Regions from separate parts of the Sus scrofa genome. Here all the other regions are linked to region 1. A link is a contact called in public HiChIP or PLAC-seq and promoter capture Hi-C data. All regions are on one chromosome and are shown on one strand. Each heading gives the region's core, a stretch centred on a gene start, on an enhancer-like site or on the middle of the called end of the contact. The rest is flanking DNA. Distances are from core to core; before and after follow the strand shown.

Region 1 (3,392 bases), core at 69-2,568:
AAGTATGGAAAAGGGAACATTTAGGACTGTCTACTTAAACTTTAGAGCTTGAAATTAATCTAGTACAGTGATTTTGAAACTATTCCTAGATCCTTAAAAGTCCATAGATGTTAAGGAACGGAATATCCAAGCGGATCCCTCCCCCGATTTATTCTGTTTTACACTTTGGGTGAAACTAAAGATTATTTGAATAGAAAGCTTCAGAAATACCCGTACATTTTAATAGTTCATAGTTCTCCTTACTCAATCATCAAGAAAAAGTAAGTGTTCATTCACAGTTTTGAGAAACAAGTATCAGTAGCCACAGAAATCTGAAAGATTTCCTTTTGCATTTATTATAACGATTTGGAAGAATAGGACACAAACTACCAATTACACCCACAAACCTTATCAACATCCAGAGTACTGTAAACGATAACATTACACTTTGCACCTTCCCTGTGCCTAGAAGCTAATACTTCTTTATCTACATTATTTTATTTTATCACATACCAACCTTGAAGGCAGATTTGGAGTTAACTAATTTTTATGTTCAGTTTTTCATTTGTTGACAAGGAATTAAGAAAAATAACTTTCTGAAAGACACACAAGACGTGAGAGACCAAGTCCAGACCTTGAATTTGTAACGTATGGCATCTTTATCCTCTAACATCAGGCTGCCTAATGAGGTTGAAAATATATCATCTAGCCAAGAGGAATGCATAAAAGTGCACGAAACATCATCGCGTATAGACAGTGGCGTGAAATTCGAGCAATCTAAGATGGGTTTAAAATAGAATTTCAAAAAAGGAAGAAAGAAAAAGCCGACCACGCACCGGTTCTTCTTTAGGTTTCAGGACCGCAACACGGAGCCCGGAAGGAAGCCCCCTAGGAGGGTCGCCGGCCCAACTGGTTTCACTCCCTACCTCATGGAGGTTCCGAGTCCCACTCCTCTCCTTCATGAGTACAACCCCATGCAGGTCCATTCCCTCACCGAGAGTCGTGGATCCGCTTTCCTGATGCGGTGAACGACAGGCACAGTCAAGGGCTGGCTCCACAGCGCTTGTCCCGCAGCAGAGAAGCAAGCTCGGGTCGTTTGGCAGGAAGCTGCTCACCGCGCAGCCGCCGCGGCCTCCAACTACTTGTCAGCAGAGGGGCGCTAGGCCGCCCCCGAGCCGCTCACCGCGGCCAGGACGAGGTGGGGGGAGCGAGCCGTGTCGCCTTGGCGCCTCAGCCATCGAGGTAAATAGTCATAGGTGTCTACTGGCCACTGGGGTAATTCCAATCCTAACGGCAACTTCTGCCCGTTTCGTCTGTCCTTTTCTCCCCCGCTGCTGCAGCTAATGGGAATGGAACAGTCCCGCGGGGGGGATTGTGGGAGGCGCACGCGCGAGGGGTGGAGGGTATGTGGGGGGGGCGGAGGGGGAGGAGGCGGCGGCGGCGGCCGTGGCGGCGGTTGGTGGCAGTGGGGGCGGGGAAGGGGGGGAGGAGAGGAGAGGAGGTGGAGGAGGAGGCTTGGGCTCGCGCCGCTGAAGGTACGCGTGAGGGCCCGCGCCAAAGCTGGCTTGACAGGGGCCGAGGGGAAGTGGGGGACCGTGCGAGGAGGCTCCCCAGAGCGAGTGCGTACTGGCTGGCGGGCGCGCCAGGCGGCCGAAGGCGGTGGTTGGTGGGAGCAGCAAGCGACGAGCCCAGATACACTCTGGCGCGTGCGGGCGGGCGTGCGCGCTCTGCCGCCCGAGTCGAGTGAGGAGGGAGGACGAAGGGGGAAAACGCGAGGAGGGAGGAGTGGGAGGTGGGGGGGCACGAGGCGCCCTTCGCTCCCTCCCTCCCAAGGAGCTGCCGCCGCCGCCGCTCTGCCGCCGCCGCTCCCGCCGCCATTTTGGGTTCGCTTTGCGGAGGGGGAGACGATCCCCGTCTCGGTTGCGGGACCCGCCTCCCCTCAGTTTCCCCCGCTTAGCCCCACGCCTTTCCCCTCTCCTCTCTCGCATTTCCGCCAGTCCGCTCACCCGCTGGCCGCCTCCTGACAAGCGGGAGGGATCCGCTGTGGACCAAGGGAAGCGGAGGAGCCTGGTGGCGGCCGCCCCCTCTTCCCCACTTCCCTGCACTCTCATCTCTCTCGGCCTCGGCCTCTGACACGGTGAGTAGTACCGCCTGGGGAGGCCTTTGGGCCTAAGTACTCCCTCAGCGACTCAGTCCTTGGCTTCCTGGGAGCTACTGTCATCTCCCGGACCTGGACCTCCGGGAGAGCGGTGGTAAGGATGGGGGAGGGGAGAGTAGGGAAGGGGATCCTGAGCTTACCGGGAAGTCCCTCCTGGCGGAGGTGAAGGGGTGTCCCTGACAGGCGGGCTCCTGGCTTGGGGGAGGGGGCGGGAAAGTAAGCGAGTGGAGGCGGAGCCCGCTGTGCCCCTGACAGGTTAGTTTGTGTGTTGTGGAGGCACGATTGGAGCATCCCCCATAGGCCAGGTTGTTCCCGTTAAGGAATAAGAGTGTCAGGAGGGATGATCCTCTTTTGAGGGTAGTTTACCTGTATGTTCAGATCTGTGGTGTCCCTGACACGCTCAACTGGCTGTTGAAACTACAGGATGGTCTCCGTGTTATAAGTTTAATAGATGTTACTGGTTAGTTTGTGCATGGAAAGACATGTTTTTGGTCTAGGAGACAGATGGTCTGTTAGTGTATAGCGGCTGTGTTTGTGTGTGTATGCAAGAAAGGAAAGTGTTTCGGAAGAGTTTGCTTTTATTTGTACAAGTGTAATGTAGTTCCACTTATAAGTTAGCTTATTTTTAAATTAAAGTTTGGGATATTCCCTGCTGGTTGATATGTGTGTGTGTTTTAGGGTTTGAGAGTGCCTTATTGACTTGTTGGGAAAGAGAAGTCAAAGCAGTATTTTAGAAATGTAGCATGTAAGTGTGTGGTCAGGGATGGGAGAAACTTGTCATAACCAGTTATTCTTAAGAATAGTTTGTTCCTCTGAATAGAGTGAATTGTGTAAATATGAAGGCCCAGAACATCTTTACCTGAACAATTACTGTGAGGGTGTAAAGAATGGTTGGCCTTTCTGTTGACCTGAGTTTGTATTCACACTTTATAATAGAATAAAGCTTTTATACTGTTCAAAATGCTCTTTCAGTTTCTTTGCCATCCTAAGTTTCTCTGTGAATGATAGGATGGCTGTTTCCTCCCATATTACAAAGTAAGAAATTGAGGCATAAAGAGATAATTTTTCCAAAGTCACATGTTAAATTGACAGAGTTGGGACTGTAACTCAGGTATTTTGACTATGAGTCCAGTAGTGTGTTTGCCATACCATGGAGTCTTAGAAGGTCTCTGTCAGGCAAATCTGAGTTTATTGGAGCATATTGACTGTTTGAATGGTTTTTGCTAGAGATCAGTTGTGTCAGAACATAGCTTGT
Region 2 (3,423 bases), core at 80-2,579, 260 kb after region 1:
CCAGAGTTAACTTCCTAAATCTAAATGTAGCTATCTCACTTGCTTAATATCCTTCAAACTTCTTAGTGTTCTATAGGATTACGGTTAAATTCCTTAGAATGACAACACAAGGCCCTGCAAAATTTAGACCTCTCTTTTCAACAACCTCCCTTCTGATAGTCCCTCTCTTGAAAGCCAGGACTCCAATTCTGTTTAAACACTTCATTTTGCTTTGTCTCCAGACTTTTGTAAATACTTTCTCTGCCTAGCACTCTCCTCCAATTCACTTTCCATCCATTGGTTCAGATGTCATCTCCTCTAGGAAACCTAGAAACACATTTATAACTCTCCTTTCCCAAGCTAGGGTTGTAGTCTAGAGCTTTCTTACAGTGGCCAGGGCACCACTGTTCATAACAGCTCTTAGCACAAGGCTGCCATTATTTGTTTACAGGTCTTTCCCATTATACTATGAAGCTCTGAAGAACAGGAGCCTTGAGCCTGGCACAGTGCTGGACAGAGTAGGAACTTAATAAATGCTTTTTGAATGAACGAGGGAAAGTGTACACGGAGAAGGAAGTGAGGTTCACTTTCCTCTCCACCCCTTCATTACCCTTCAGCTTCTATTTCAAGAAACTTTTCCTAAACCATTTCTGGCCAACTGATGAAAAATTCCTTCTGACTATCCTCCACCCTGACTCCTCTCTGTTTCTTTACTTGAATATAGTTATCCTCAGGTTATTTTTCATTTTCCTAATTACTGCTCAATTCCTTCTATAACATCTGTAACTCTACCCAGTTTTTCTCGTCTTCTGCTTTTTTTTTTTAATTCACCAAATTTAGACTTATCATATATTATGTGTAGGTATATAACAAAGTTCTCAAGTGATTTCCCCTTCTTTGGCACCTGAATCTCCACCCCTCCATTTCTCAAACCTTTCCTCCAAAGCCATTACCCCCCTCCCCCATATACAGAACGTGCACCAGCTTTTGTTCAGGACAAAAGATGGGAACCCCTCTTTGCTGTGGTTTGGTAGGCGAACTGTTTCAAAAACAGGCTATGATGGAGACTCACACCTCACCACCAGGCTTCAAAAGGTTTGCGGAGCGATGACATTCCGTAAACCACAACCCCTTCCTTTCAACCTCCAAACCTAACAAAGCAAGCCACATAAGTCCCACGAAAAGGGTCAAAGATTGAGGAAGGATACGGAAGAACACCAGGCGAGGCAGCGCGAGCCCAATAAACCGCTTCCACTCTCTCCCCGCCCCCATGAGCTTCCGCCCCCAGCACCTCCTCGGCTCTCACCGGACAGCAGAGAGCTACGCTAAGACGCGAAGGCGTGCGCGGTCCTGGGGGGCGGAGCCTAGGGGTAGCTGGGAATCGACGCAGGACGTGCGTGCGTGCGTACGTGCTCGCTCGCGGTGGCGGCGGCGGCGGATCGGGGAGGCCAGAGCCGGAGACCGAGCTGGGATCGGGCCCCGGGCGGGGGCGGTGCGAGCGGCGCCAAGCGGATCCTGGGGGCGGGCACGGAGCCGGGGCGGGCGGGACTGGAACGGAGCCCGGGAACGAGGCGGGAGGTCCAGGGTCTCGGGTTGGGGGGGTGGAGCCGCACTTCGTCGCCGCGGGGGTGCCGGGACTCCGGCCGCAGTGCCGCCGCCATCACGGACTTCCTGTGGGACAAGCGCACGGGCCTCGCCGCCAGAACGGTGAGCGCGCGGGCTGGCGGGCCGCGGGGCCGCGCGGAAAGATGGCGACCGCGGGGCGGACGGGGAGAAGATTGGATTGGGGGCAAGGGACCGGGGCGAGCTTGGGGGGTGGGGTGGGGCTGAGACGTGCGAAGTGGCAGAGGTGAGGAGTAGGAAGATGAGGTGGAATGTCGCCCTGTCTTAGATGCATTGGTAAAGACCAATAGGAAAGTTAGGAGGGACCAAAGTAGGAGAAGGGGTGATGGAGTAAAGATAGGAGTGGTTGCAAAGATGAGAAAGAATAGAAATCTCAAAAGTTGGGCCAAAGCTGGAGAGGTTGGAAGACACCACCATGTCACTTGGAGGCTGTGGAAAGAGTTTGACTCTAGGAGTTAGTTCTGGATTTTCTAAGTGAGAAAGAGAGGAAAAGATTAGAAGTGGAGAAAGATTGTAAGCTGGAGATAGTTGGGGGGGAGGGTTGGAAGGAGGAAAGCCTGTGAGGGACTTTGGTGGCACTGTGTATGTAGTGAGATGACATGTGCGTGGCTGTGTTAAGCAAGGTTGGGTTATCGGGGAGAATCTTGTACTTGCGTCTTCTTGGCTTCCTGCAAGCCCTTTTACGCCTGGAATGAATCAAATGCCACCCTTCTCTTCAATTTGAGAAGTAGCTCAGAATGGAAGCCAGATGTTGGAATCATTAAGCCTTTTCCACACCTAATCCTACCACTGCCACCCCCAACAAGGTGCACCTCTGTCCCTGGCCCATGTACTTTCATTCTGCCCTGTAAGTCTCATCTTATTGGTTCCTGACAGTAATTTTCTTTCCTTGAAGGAAAAAAGAATTAGTGCACCCTGCCATTCCAATTCCAGTAACTGGAAGGTGGCCGGCTTTTAGCCAGGCAGTACTGATAATAATTAAAAAGCAGTTATTCGGTACTTCCTAACCCAAAAGGGAAGGGGCTGGGTGGAAAGCTGACTGCAGCTTGGGGCCTCCTGGATTAAAACCATTTAAGGACGATTTGGCCATTGATGTGAGAAATGTTCAAGGGGCCAGACCCAGATCCCTGGAACTTGCTTGTGTTTGGTATATATACTATAAGTGGAAAGCTGGAAAACTGGATTCTTACCCTCAGGATATAGATGGCCTAGTTGGGGAGATAAGATACACTAATGATTGTAAAACACCATAATAGCATATAGTGAAGCATTATTCATTATAGTAAAGCACAATAGCGAATGCAGCGTCGCACACATCCATCCAAAATCTCAGCCAAAGATGAGCTGTGGCCATCTTCGTCAATTACGTAGTCTCACCTGTAATGAGCTGTGGCCTGAATGTTGTCATGAAGCCATATTTGAGGAAAATCAGACTAGAGCAATGAACTCAGTGGAGTGAAGCTTCCTAAAGCTGTCAGCCAGAGTTATTAGGTGAATATATACTCCATTAAGCACAGAGGAAGCTGTGGGTGGTAAATACAGGTAAAAATTGAAGAACAGAAAGCAGCTTAGAAGAATTCCTGCTGTGGCACAGCGGGTTAGGCATCTGACTGTAGCAGCTCAGGTAGCTGCGGAGGTACAGGTTAGATCCCTGGCCTGGCACGGTGGGTTAAAGACTCTGACATTGCCACAGTTTCAGTATAGGTCACAGTCGCAGCTGGAATTCAATTCCTGGCCTGGCCCAGGAGCCTCCGTATGATACAGGTCCAGCCATTAAAAAAAACAAAAACAAAAAAACAGCTTAGCATCTCTGGAGGAGTC
Region 3 (3,082 bases), core at 233-2,732, 350 kb after region 1:
TGCCGCAACCCCCTCCCCTAGCAAGGGAAAAAAAATGAGCGCCCCGCCTCCTTGCCCCCTCCCCACCGGAAGTACCCCTCCCTTTTTTGGTTGCGGGGGGTCCTGAAGCTATGCCCCACCCCCACACCTCACCTTGGTCCCTCTCTTCGCAGCCATCCCGGTCAGGGGCGCAGCTGACACAAAGGAGGGAGGGACAGGGAGGGAGGGGGAAGGAAGTGGTGGGGGGGAGCAGGGTTGGCACCGCCCCTGGGAGAGCCGGGCACGGGTTGCCATGACAACCGCAGGCTCGGAGGCAGCCTTGAGTGGGGGTGCGGTGGGGTGGGGTCTCTGGGAGGGGTCCAAATTGGAACTACACCGCGGAGCGGCTCCTTGCTCTCCCCCCACCTGTCCTCAGTTTTCCTGGAAAATATCCAAGCTCACTCACGCCCCCTCCTCAGAGCATAGCCCGGTTGCCCTGCAGCCCCAGCCCCGGTGCACGGCTGGCGGCTAACCCGGGCCGCCCCCTGCGCCCGGGCAGCTCCAGGTTCCTTACATCCCAGCAGATGGACGCCTTCACGGCATTTACCACAGGGCTGCCCCCAGATTACCCTCACATGCCTGCAACCCGATCCCCCCAGTTCTTTCTGGCATCATCAGCCCGCTGTCTACATCCCAGCATTTGCAGGATCCCCACCTGTTCCAGGTTCCGGCCAGCCCGGGACCCCTATACTCCCCCTCCCCTTCCCTCGACCCCACCTTAACTCACACTGATGCGGACCAGTGCATCCATGATGGAAGTGAAGGTCTGCATATCCTCACCCTCAGCCATGGCCCTACCATGCCCGCCCGCCCCCGGGTGCCCGATCCCGGCTGCGGCTGCGAACCCCGGGCTTAATGCTGGAGCCCAGTGGGGATGTGGGGAGGGGTGGGTGAGATGTCACTGCGCATGCTCAAGGGACCATCCTCGAACAGCGCCGGTCGAGGTAGGAGGTGGGAAATAGTTTTCCCCACGTGGTTCTCAGGAGGCGGTGGTGGGTGGCGGTGGGTAACTTGGAATGGTATCTGAGGGGGGTGCCATTTCTTATGTTCGAATTCTTTATTGGCTCCTAATCTTGCTCAGAGAAAGCAAGAGGATAGTTTCAGAGAAAGATGGGCTTAAGGATGGAAGCACTTGATTTTGGTTTGGGCAGAGTCCACGAGGCAATGATCATGGGGGAGGGAGTTTTAAGGAACGGGCACTAGGGCTGACGTGAATGGCAAAGAAGACAGACGTGGGCTAGAGACTATGGTCCATGGGCCCAGTGACTTGAAGAGTTAAGTGCAGCGTGCACTGAGAGGCGGCAGATGCTCCGGGTGCGGAGAAGAGCGGGGGACCAGGGTGGTGGCCAAGGCTGCTTTTGCATGAACTATTTCCTCCCTTCCGGGAGAGGGCGCTGCACCCAGGCGCGGCGGGGGAGAAAGAGGAAGACGTTGGGGAGAAGCAAGTCTACGTTTGGGGCCGACGCATGCGCACAGCCAACCGTCCCCGGTTCGGCTCTCCTCTCGGATCGCGGCGCCAATTGGACCCCAGGGCAGGGCATGATGGGTAACGGGACCCGCGGGATCCCACCTGGACGGGCTAGTGGGGTCGGAGTTGGGCGGACCAGCTTTCCTCGTCCTCTTCCCGCAGAGCTGACGTGTCCTGGGTTCCAGGGGGGCGGGCATTTCCCCAGGGCGGGAGGGTTCGAGGCATCTGGGGCTGAGGAATGAATTCCTGGGGGGTCGCCGCGGGTTTTGGGAGTTGGGGAGAATGGCTGCAGTCCTGGGAGCGCTTGGAAGTGGTCGGGCCCTCGACTCCCGGACCTGCCGGATCTGCCTGCAGCTGCTGGAGGGAGGGCTGGGCCTAATCTCCGTCTCTTCTCTACCCCGCTGCAGTGGTGGGTACGGGCACCTCGCTGGCGCTCTCCTCTCTCCTGTCCCTGCTGCTCTTCGCTGGGATGCAGATGTACAGCCGCCAACTGGCCTCCACCGAGTGGCTCACCATCCAGGGCGGCCTACTTGGTTCCGGCCTTTTCGTCTTCTCTCTCACCGTATCCTCCCTGAGGTGGAGCAAACAGACGTGTTTGAGGGTGGGGAGGGTGGAGGGCCACAGGCTTGTACCCCTCCCGTTACCGACAGAGCTCTGCCCTCCTACTCCTGTGCACGTCCTACTCCTTCACTCTCTCAACCCAGGCCTTCAATAATCTGGAGAATCTTGTCTTTGGCAAAGGATTCCAAGCAAAGATCTTCCCGGAGAGTAAGTGGAAATTGAGGGTGGAATATTTGATCCCTCTCCTGTAACCTCCGCAAACACGGTACTGAATTTCCAGGTGCTTAGAATAGTAAAGGTGTTTTAGGAAAAGGCAATATGTGTATTAATACTGTCTGGAAGCAGCACCTTAGCTAGCTGCTGCTTTTGGATCCAGCACCTTAGCTAGCTGCTGGAATTGGAGCTAGAAGAGAAGGCTTCTGAAAGCAAGAAACCCAGTTACTTCCTGGCCATTTCCTGGGGAAGGTTGAGGGGAATAGCAGGTTTGGGTTTGTAATGAACACATCCAAGGAAAGATGTTCTTTGTTCCCAGCAGAAGGAGCAAGACCAAGTGTGTTGAGAGGTTCAGAGGTGACATTGATTCAATATTCGGGAATTCTATTGATTTGAGATGATCGTGAAGAGCCTATGTATTACACATATCAACTCTCTATCTCAACAAGAATCCTGACCAAATAAGAATAACTGTTAGATCGTTTTCTTTTTTTTTCTTTTTTTTTGTCTTTTTGCCTTTTCTAGGGCCGCTCCCATGGCATATGGAGGTTCCCAGGCTAGGGGTCGAATCGGAGCTGTAGCTGCCGGCCTACACCACAGCCACAGCAACGTAGGATCTGAGCCATGTCTGTGACCTACATCACCACTCACAGCAACACTGGATCCTTAACCCACTGAGCGAGGCCAGGGATTGAACCTGCAACCTCATGGTTCCTAGTTGTATTCCTTAACCACTGCGCCACAACGGAAACTCCCGAGATCATTTTTCATTTGAAACAGTCGTTGTTATTAGCGCTCATGTAATCAAGAACTGATGATTTA
Region 4 (3,380 bases), core at 715-3,214, 320 kb after region 1:
TACCTTTCTGTAAACACCACCAGGGGAGGGACCACATGCTATTTATCTTTGCATGCCAATGTTTGGTATTTGTAAGATGCCTAATACATGCTTATTAAATGAAAGAGTGAATGAATGAGTGAACTAGTCTGACTCCAAAGCTCTATCTACAGAGCCTGGCTGTGGGCTTTTTGGTTCAATGAACAATAACCTCAGTCAGTGCTGTTGAATGAGGAGGAGGAGGGAGGGAGGTTGAGAAGGCAGAGACCTGCGGAGTCGGAGAACTCTGAGATCGTCCAGCCTCAGTAAACAAGCGGATGAAGAAAACAGCGCCCAGAGAGAAGGGATCGCTCCAAGGTCACACAGCCAATAAATGGACATGCGAGAACTAAAACTCATCTCCTGAACCTCTGACCAGCACCCGTTCCATTGCCAAACAAAAACTAGGCTGCTAATGGCAAAGGACACGGTATGTGAGTCCATACTGGCCAGGCACGCTCTTTGATTGCCTCAGTTTCCCCCAATGCGCCCGTGCTGAGGCGCCCTGGCAAAATCCGGTGATTGGCTAGTCCGAGCCCCCTCCCCAGTCCTCCAGGGCGCAGCAGAGGGCGCTGGCGCCACCCCTCACCAGCACGGCCAGACTGTCCAGGTCCACGGACGGCAGCCCCCAGCCCCCTGACCAGCAGAACAGCTCCATGGGCGCCGCCATCTTGCCCGCCCTTTGTCCCGGAAGCACCTCCCCCTGCGCTTCAGCCCTCCTCCGCGCGGATCCGCCCCCCGCCCCTACGACTGTTCACAGTGGGGAGCTGGGGGGAGGCCCTCGGGAAGGCGCTGCTTATCCCAGCCCAGAAGGCGGCCTGACGGCGTGGGGCGGAACCGAAGGCTTCGGGGGAGGGCGGCAGCGGTCCGATCCACAGGCGGCTCGCGAAGGGGGGAAGGGCTTTCATCCCGGCGCGCCTAAGAGAGTCCCGGAGCCTTGGCCGAGGGGAGCCCCGAGCCTCTGAAGGCTCAGCGGGCCCAGAAGGGGGCTTTGGGCTCCTGGGCAGGCTCTGGGTGCCCTCACAGATCTGCAAGAGGTCTGGGCTGCTTCGGGCCCCCTCAGGGCTCGGCCCCGAGCGGGGGCTGCGGGGGGGGTCCCCCGAGCCGCATGTTTTCCACAGCGCGTTATGTTTGGAGCCGGCCCCGCGCCTCCTGTCGCCATGGAAACAAAACAGGGGCGGTGGCGGAGGCCGAAGCTAGGCCGGGCTGGGGCCTGGGTGGGGGGAGGGGAGGTGGGGCTCTGGGACTGTTGCCTTGGCAACGGGAACCGAGGCGCCCCTCCGTTTCATCCGGGTCGTGGCCTGTCTGCCTGTACCCCCAAGTGTTCTCAGTCTGCCCCCCGGCCCCTGGCCTGTCCTCTGGTCTCCTCCTGTCCTTGGCGTCCCTTTCCCTATTTCTTCACTCCAGCCTCACTGACCACTGTTGTAGACTTTCCCTCCAGTTTCCACCAGACTCTTCTAGACTCCCAGGTTTTCCTAGTAATGAAGGAAAGTGGAAGCACAGGGACAAGGCATGGGACCATCACCCTAATAAAGAGCACTTGCTCTGTCGGAGGAGCAAACGTCATGCCATGTGGGCATCCCCTGGGCACTATAGCAAGCTAGTTTCAGCCACTCCCTTGGAATTCTCTCGTACCAGCTGTGGAATAATGCTCACTGTCTGGCACTGCCCCTGCCAAAGTTGCCTGCCTTCCCCAACTGTGGCTTCCAGAAGACAGTAGCATTCGGTAGCAACCCCCAAGAGCGAGATGCAGGGGAGAGGGAGGCACCTGGGGGAGAGCACCATTAGGGAGAGGCGCGAGGCAAGGAGGCCTCCAGGACTCTTCCTCAGTGCCCCTGGTTCCCGGAGCTGAGGATGCCTCCAGGGTGATTGGCAGCTCTTTGTTTCAGCCCCCCCTCACCGCCTGCCGGCCCCCCCCTCCAGTCCCTCCGCCCCCCTCTCCTGCTCTCCGCCTAGCCTTTTCCCCTCCCAGCCGCCTGCCTGCCAGGGGTAGTGAGCCGGCTGAGCGGCATGGAGACGCAGGAACTTCGGGGGGCCCTGGCTCTTCTCTTCCTTTGCACTTTCGCATCTGCCAGTCAGGACCTGCAGGGTAAGCCAGTACCAATTCTCAGAGCCCCCTCTCTGCCTCCTCCCCACTTGCCCCCAGCCTAGTAGCAGGGAACATGTGGGCAAGGGGAGAGGGGAGAGTCCTGAAATTGAACCGGAGGGAAGAGTTGATGAAATTATGATCCTGTGGGGAGGAGCTGACACCAGAAGGTGGCGGATGAGTGGGAACTGGCCAGGGTCAGCATGAGGCCAGGGCTGTGGACTCAGGAGGCAGGATGCTAGGGCTGCCTGGCTGGTTTGGTGTCTGAGCATCCCCAGACACTCCAGGGTCTGGGAGAGCAGCTCAAAGGTGGGTTTCTTCCACCTTTGGGCTCCTAGTTGCCTAAGAACCGGGTGGGGGTGGGGACCAAGAGGTCTGGGCTCTCCTGGAGGTCTGGTGGTAGGATGGGTCTGTGGGTGTGGGAGAGGTAGCTGGAGCAGATGACACAGGCACAGATTCTTTACAGGCTGGAAGGGAAACCACAGATTGGCCAGGACACAGGAGGCAGAGAGCTGGGTCCCAGGTTCCTGTGGGAGAGAGCCAGACAGTAGGAGGGTCGAAGTCTTCAGTGGGCAGCTGTTCTCACCCAGAGCGAGTGTGCTGAACCCCCCAGGACGGGAGGAGGAGCATTTAGGGGCATTTAGAGCCAAACCCAGCCGTGTGAAGAGAAACGGCCTTCCTATTTCTGCGCTGTGGGCACCAGGTGCTACTCCTGCCTTGAGATCAACACAGTGACTCCTTTGCGCCACCTGGTGGGGGCATCTCACATTCGCGGGGCGCTGTTGCTGTATTTCCAGTTGAGCCTCAGGCCTGCCGGTTCTCGGAGTGGCAGTAAGGAAGGCACAACGCCTTGTCCTCTGACAGCAACAAGGGTTGGATTTCCAGGAGGTGACTAACACTGTCGGGTGGTGATGAAGGATGCCGCCCCACCCCTGAAGGCTCAGAGAGAGCAGGCCTTAGCATTTGACAGGGGTCTGACCTTAATCATCTCTGCTTGGTCAGTGATCGACCTGCTGACTCTGGGCGAGTCCCGGCAGATGGTAGCTGTGGCGGAGAAGATTCGGACAGCCCTGCTCACCGCTGGGGACATCTACCTCTTGTCCACCTTCCGTCTGCCCCCCAAGCAGGGTGGTGTCCTCTTTGGCCTCTACTCTCGCCAAGACAACACACGATGGCTGGAGGCCTCTGTTGTGGGCAAGATCAACAAAGGTGACTGGCGGGGCATCTCCCTTCCTGCCATGGTGACTCCTTCGAGCACTCAGACCCCTCCTAATTT

The links. Promoter capture Hi-C pulls out the DNA fragments that hold promoters and counts their contacts. HiChIP or PLAC-seq counts read pairs in DNA pulled down with a chosen protein or histone mark.
Region 2: a contact with region 1 is called in an H3K27ac HiChIP or PLAC-seq map of alveolar macrophages. The contact joins the promoter of HCN3 here to the promoter of DAP3 in region 1. A contact is called at or near these places in 1 of 5 promoter capture datasets (liver), 4 of 47 Hi-C or Micro-C datasets (epiblast stem cells, heart right ventricle, liver and 1 more) and 2 of 2 datasets of contacts at active chromatin or transcription factors (alveolar macrophages and skeletal muscle).
Region 3: an H3K27ac HiChIP or PLAC-seq map of skeletal muscle shows a contact between it and region 1, with 2.5 times the contacts expected there. The contact joins the promoter of KRTCAP2 here to the promoter of DAP3 in region 1. A contact is called at or near these places in 2 of 2 datasets of contacts at active chromatin or transcription factors (alveolar macrophages and skeletal muscle).
Region 4: a promoter capture Hi-C map of liver shows a contact between it and region 1, with 4 times the contacts expected there. The contact joins the promoter of THBS3 here to the promoter of DAP3 in region 1. A contact is called at or near these places in 2 of 5 promoter capture datasets (fetal liver and liver), 4 of 47 Hi-C or Micro-C datasets (alveolar macrophages, heart right ventricle, retroperitoneal adipose tissue and 1 more) and 2 of 2 datasets of contacts at active chromatin or transcription factors (alveolar macrophages and skeletal muscle).

Annotation. Positions count from the first base shown.
Region 1 is chr4:94,296,163-94,299,554 of Sscrofa11.1, forward strand. It overlaps DAP3 (28S ribosomal protein S29, mitochondrial), which reads right to left and starts at 1,319. Exons shown (of 13, transcript XM_021089714.1): 1 at 906-1,319. It overlaps ASH1L (histone-lysine N-methyltransferase ASH1L), which reads left to right and starts at 1,370. Exons shown (of 28, transcript XM_021089697.1): 1 at 1,370-1,514; 2 at 1,977-2,116. The coding sequence starts at 1,385.
Region 2 is chr4:94,558,776-94,562,198 of Sscrofa11.1, forward strand. It overlaps HCN3 (potassium/sodium hyperpolarization-activated cyclic nucleotide-gated channel 3), which reads right to left and starts at 1,330. Exons shown (of 9, transcript XM_013997013.2): 1 at 1,286-1,330. All of the region lies in intron 1 of CLK2 (dual specificity protein kinase CLK2), which reads left to right.
Region 3 is chr4:94,641,818-94,644,899 of Sscrofa11.1, forward strand. KRTCAP2 (keratinocyte associated protein 2) reads left to right here and starts at 1,483. Exons shown (of 5, transcript NM_001190186.1): 1 at 1,483-1,564; 2 at 1,894-2,048; 3 at 2,191-2,254. The coding sequence starts at 1,558. It overlaps TRIM46 (tripartite motif-containing protein 46), which reads right to left and starts at 939. Exons shown (of 11, transcript XM_003125718.5): 1 at 746-939. The coding sequence starts at 808.
Region 4 is chr4:94,610,738-94,614,117 of Sscrofa11.1, forward strand. It overlaps THBS3 (thrombospondin-3), which reads left to right and starts at 1,965. Exons shown (of 23, transcript XM_013997018.2): 1 at 1,965-2,107; 2 at 3,107-3,313. The coding sequence starts at 2,029. MTX1 (metaxin 1) reads right to left here and starts at 702. Exons shown (of 8, transcript NM_001039750.1): 1 at 608-702. The coding sequence starts at 688.